2 separate regions of the Ovis aries genome follow, and region 2 is linked to region 1. Evidence: chromatin contacts called from public Hi-C data. All regions are on one chromosome and are shown on one strand. Each heading gives the region's core, a stretch centred on a gene start, on an enhancer-like site or on the middle of the called end of the contact. The rest is flanking DNA. Distances are from core to core; before and after follow the strand shown.

Region 1 (2,869 bases), core at 109-2,608:
GCTTTCAGGTGTCCATGATAAATGCTTTCCTTGATAGCTTTTATCAGCACCACTGTATTTATTTATTATTTATTGCCCCCTCACCACCTCCCCCTACCAGTCAATACACATCTTAGTGACAGAGACATGGCTTCCTGGTCTGTCCCAAGGACTTAGGACAGCACTGGCACATAATAAGGTGTTTGATATACACTTAGTGAATGAATAATTGAACTTCTGCCCAGTAATTCTGCCGTTAGGAACTGATCTTAAGGCAACCATCAGAGATCTGCAACAAGACTTATATCCAAGGATGTTCATTTCAGCATAAAATAGTCAGACTCTGCAAACCATTTTGATGTCCAAAGTAGGGGCTTAATAAACAAATGATGACATACCCTTATCAGAGACTACGATAATAAAGTCATTAAAATCATGCTGTAGGTAATGAAAAAGAGGAAAAGAGTTTCTAGATATAGTTAATTGTAAAAAAAGGCAGGTTACATAATACTGCTTTCTAGAGAATTTCTGGAGAAATTCTCCAGAAATCTTCCATATATAATGCCATCGCTAACATGTAAAATACATGATAAACATTATATACACATACATATTTGATATATACACATATACATGATATATACATGCATATCACAAGTTGTGTAAGAACACTGACTTTTTAGCATTTATCTCTAACACTTGGTATGATCAATGAAAAGTTTTCCTTTTGTTTCTTACTCTTACACATCTCTCCAAGGTTTTTAAAACAAGCCTGTTTTGCTTTGGGGATAGCTAAGCACACAGCGTAGCACCTGTATTCTTCAAGCTGACCCTGGCTCCAGGTAGCTAACAGCTCAGGGGTGACCCTGCACCTACAGAGGGCAAGTGCCGCCTAGACTCTGCCTCCTTGCTCAATAGGGCTGCCCGTCACCCTCGGGGCCTTCCCAGTCTCCCACCTTCTCTTCATCTCCTCTGGTGGCCTTCCAAACCTTCACATGGATTCTTGACTCAGAAGCTGCCTTTAGGGTAACCCAGCCAAAACACACATACGTGATTTAAAACTCTTGCCCATTCCTAGGAACAACTGCCTTTGTGAAGCATTTCAAAAAACAAAGGAAGAGTCTTTACATCGGATTCCCTGTTCTGTGTCTCGACTGGCTTCCGGCCTCTCGTGCTGCCCATGAAGTTTCCATCAAGTCAGCATGTGAGGAATGTCCGCCTAGCACGTGCAATGAAAGACCTCGTGTGTTGGCCACTCCTGTTTATGGCTCACTTTCAGTTTCTTGGTGTCCCTGATTGAGAAGAGTTCATCATGGGAGTGAAGCCCATCCTGACCTTGACTTATGAAAAAGGTTGCTGGATATAGCAGCCACTAGAGGGAGCTCAGAGCCTCGAAGGGGCTCAGGAGAGTAACGAGCAGGATCGAAGGGGCTTCCTAATCAATAAATGCAGGGGGTCTATTTGCACTGGCCCCCGCTCAGGTTGCCATGCTGCCATGCCTTTGTATCTACCCACAGCGGACCGGGCCCTGCATTGCTGTAAGACGTCATTAACACAAGCCTCCTTTACAATTCTTAAAGTCAGGGCTGCTGAGGACTTCAGAGATCACCAAGTTCAAGGGGAATAGGGCACAGACAGTCGTCTGGAAGGTCCCAGCGCAAAGTCATATGCAAAGCTATGACAAGAACTCACTAAAAAGCAATAATTATCACGGAGCCACTACAAACTCCCCCCTATGAAGGTTTGACTTTTGTCCTAAGAATTTGCTCAGTGATAGCCGTCATTCTCCCTTTGGCCAGAAGAGGGCAGACACTTGCCATCGATGAAAATGGAGAGTAGGCCGCTATTTTCTTCCTCTGGAATGACATTTCCCAATAAGGTCATTCTGCTCTAATGAGAGCTGCAACTCAAAACAAAATTCTTGACTCTTCTGCTGCAAGTAAGCTACTTAAGAGGCAGGTTCAGAGACTGAAGATCTCTCCTTGGTTCCAATTTTGTCACTTCCCCTCTCTGAACCTCACTTCTTTATTATGTAAAGCAGTCACTATGTGACTGTGAAGAGGGTGCATGTGTGTGCTAAGTCACTTCAGTCCTGTTCGACCCTATGGACCACAGACCACCAAGCTCCTCTGTCCGTGTAATTCTCCAGGCAAGAACACCGGAGGGGGTTGCCATGCCCTCCTCCAGGGGATCTTCCCGACCCAGGGATCGAGCCCAGGTCTCTGTGTCTCCTGCATTGGCAGGCAGGTTCTTTACCACTAGCACCATCTGAGAAGCCCCGTGACTATGAAGAGGAGATATTAAAGGAAACATACGTAAATTATAAAGTCCCATATTATAAAATACCAACACATGAAAAAAGGAGTTTAACAGTAATGGGATGTATATGTGTGTGTGTTTGTATTTATGTATGAGTGTGTGTAGACAGAGAGTGGGACAAAGAAGAGGTCCAAGCTGAGGGAGGCAATTCTCCAGCAATTGAAACCAACACATTCTGCACCTAGAAAGGACTTTACTACTTTTATTTATATATCAAATTGTGTGTATTTTAAAACTTAAAGATGTGCTTTACCCATTGTATCTGTGTGTGGGAAAAGTGAAATTCATATGTGTAAAGTCCTATAATTTAGCTGAATACAGTATTTTTGGTGATATAGGCACAACTTGGAGATACTGCAGGCTTGGTTCCAGACCACTGGGATAAAGTGAATACCACAATAAAAGGAGTCACATGGGTGTTTTGGTTTCTGAATACATATAAAAGTTATGTCTACACATACTGTAGTCTATTCAGTATGCAGTAGCAGCATGTCTAAATAACAATGCACATACCTGAGTAAAAAATATTTTATTGCTAAAATAAAAAATGCTAACCATCATCTGACAGAGG
Region 2 (2,728 bases), core at 96-2,595, 240 kb after region 1:
TTGACAACATTATGCTAAGCAAAGTAAGAAATAAGCCATGTACGAAAGGACAAATATTGTAAGATTCCACTTATATGAAGTGAAGTGTTTAGAACAGTCAAATTCATACAGAGAGAAAGTAGAATGGTGGTTACTAGGGGTCGGGGGAAGGAGAAATGGAGGCTATGATTTAATGGGCACAGAATTTCAGTTTGGGATGGTAAGGGGATGTGGATGGCAATGGGTGTGGTTATACAACATTGTGAATCTACCTCAGAACTGTTTACTTAAAAATGGCTCCAATGGTCGATTTTAGGCTTTGCATATTTTACCACAATAAAAAAGGAAAAACAGAGGCAAAGGTTCATTTTAGAAAATTCAGAAAAACTACAGAGGGGAATAAAGAAGAAAAGACTAGTCACTTGAATTTTTATCACTAGAGATAAATCTTAAGAGTTTGTTACATTTTTTTTAATGCATGTGTACAAATTTTTAATGACTACAGAAACATGCTATTTTGTATGTTTATAATCAGGGAAGGGAATTAACATTATTGAGCAACTCTATGTGCTCCTTTCACTTCCTTTATTTCATTTCATTCATCAAAAAAAAAAAAATTGTGAAATAAATAGGTTTTATACCTTCACTTGGAGAAGGCAATGGCAACCCACTCCAGTGCTCTTGCCTGAAGAATCCCATGGCTGGAGGAGCCTGGTAGGCTGTGGTCCATGGGGTCGCAAAGACTCTGACATGACTGAAGCGACTTAGCAGCAGCAGCAGCATGCCTTCACTTTGTAGATGAGGAAACTTAGAAAAGTTTCTCAGGTTCACGTAAAAGGACAGAACAGTAATTAAAGCAAGTCTGTGTGTTCATAAAGCCCGTATTCTTTCCAGGATTCTGCAGTGCCTGTGGCGCTGAGAAGCAGAACAAGATGTTCAGAGACCTGACTTATTCTCATCTTACATCAAAGGAAACTGAGGAGTGAAGAAATCAAAGTGAGTTGCTCACACATTTGGACATGACAAGTCCAAGTCCCAAATTTTCACAAGTATTTTGTGAGGCATGGGATGTGGTTTCCAAGACAGGCAGCATCTGATTCTCCAAAGGGCACCCTGGTATTGGCCTGGGTAACCTGCAGCACTTTACAGGGCCATCTGCCATGTGATCAATGTCCTGCCCTGGGAATCCTACTCCCTTCTCTAGGCTTGTACTAGAGCGCTGGAGACGCACATCCTCTTCTCTATAAAAGCCCCATAAAACTCCACTCTGAAGTCTTGGCCGCTACTAGGTTAGACTGTTGTGTTTGTTTTGGTCCAGAGTCCCTAAGGCAGGGCCTTCCTGGAGGTGGAGATAGGGAGTGGCCAGGCAGCCATGTGGCAATCCTGCCAGCTAGTGGCCACACAGAGTATGGGCCTAAACTTAAGACACTGCCGCCTAGGGACTCAGGTTGACTCAGTCGGAGGGCACGGGTTTCACCACTTAGCGATATGCATGATGGGAGATAGGGAGGCCTAGAGAGAGCAAGTAATATATCCAAGGTTTTGACAGAGTTGGGGTTAGAATTCTTTCTCTTGGATCCCAACTCATTTGCGACATTTACTAAACACATTCAGCAACACTGAATAATGTGCTACTTACTAGACAATATGTGCAAGATCATTTCTGTTTTTCACAGTAATTCTCCAATGAAGATACTTTATAATGTTTATTTTATTTATGATAAGCTTAAGGCTGGAGATATTACTTGTCCAAGTTTACACAGCTATCTGGTAATGAAATTAGGATTCACCAATGAGTCCGGTACCCCAAGGTCAAATCATAAAGGCCTCACAATATATTAGTAGACACAGGTTATTTTAGTCTCTGTCACGGTTTCTTCCAAATATTGGATAGAAAATAAATGATTTTTGATAATATATATAAAATTTTTTTTTGATCATAATTAAAATCAGAATAAATTGAAAAAATAAAAGCCATCATGGGAGAACTGGTGTTGGAGATGAACCTTAAAGGACTGTAGGGTTTCAAAAGGCAAGTCGTCTGATAATAAAAGGCATCCAAGAAGTGTGAAATGCATGAGAAAAAGTATGGGAACAGTTTGGGAAACAGCAAATAATCCATTTTGGCCAGAATCAGATATAGACTGTAATTTGGGGAGCCAGAAGATATGAGCTAGTTTGGGACTCTATTGCACAAGGCTTGGAAGAGGAATTTGTTTCTTCTTCTTGCACAACTGGAAGTGATGGAAAGTCTTGGTTAACAGGAGCATGGCATGTCTGATGCTACACCCCAGGAACTTTTTCTTTTGGAAGCTGCATATGGGATGGGTTATAAAAAAGCACAGTCCAAAAGGAGAGGGACTTTGGTAATTTGTCATATGAAGAGGGCTGCTGATATAGATGCATGTCTAGGAAAGGAGAGGGCTAGAACATGGGATATCCTGTTTGCTAAGAGTAATAAAAAATATGCCTTTATTGACACTATAGAAAATTAACAAAAATATCAGTTGCCATATAAAATTATTATTTTTAAAAATTTAGGTGAGGTGGGAGTGGTGATAGAGATTACAGAGGAAATGAAGGGCACTCATCCTAAACTACCCTTTGACATGGCCACTGACTGTAACTGATCATCGATAAGGAAAGTCAGTCTTTCTTGAAAGACTTGAAGTCAGTCAGTCTTGAAATCATCTCTCTCCAGAGCCATGGTCTATTAATTTCCTGGGATTTGACTGATTCTAGTCCTTTA

Evidence for each region. A called contact is a pair of places that touch in the nucleus more often than the background predicts.
Region 2: a Hi-C map of mixed tissues shows a contact between it and region 1, with 19 times the contacts expected there. The contact joins two enhancer-like sites. A contact is called at or near these places in 14 of 16 Hi-C or Micro-C datasets (blood, hypothalamus, liver and 7 more).

The regions. Positions count from the first base shown.
Region 1 is chr1:43,773,648-43,776,516 of ARS-UI_Ramb_v3.0, forward strand. No RefSeq gene overlaps it. Among named protein-coding and RNA genes, the nearest start is that of DIRAS3, 52 kb to the left of the region's middle. Within about 2 kb of position 1,359, at least 11 of the 54 cell types and tissues checked have an H3K27ac peak or open chromatin away from gene starts, as enhancers often do.
Region 2 is chr1:44,009,601-44,012,328 of ARS-UI_Ramb_v3.0, forward strand. No RefSeq gene overlaps it. Among named protein-coding and RNA genes, the nearest start is that of TRNAC-ACA, 60 kb to the right of the region's middle. Within about 2 kb of position 1,346, at least 7 of the 54 cell types and tissues checked have an H3K27ac peak or open chromatin away from gene starts, as enhancers often do.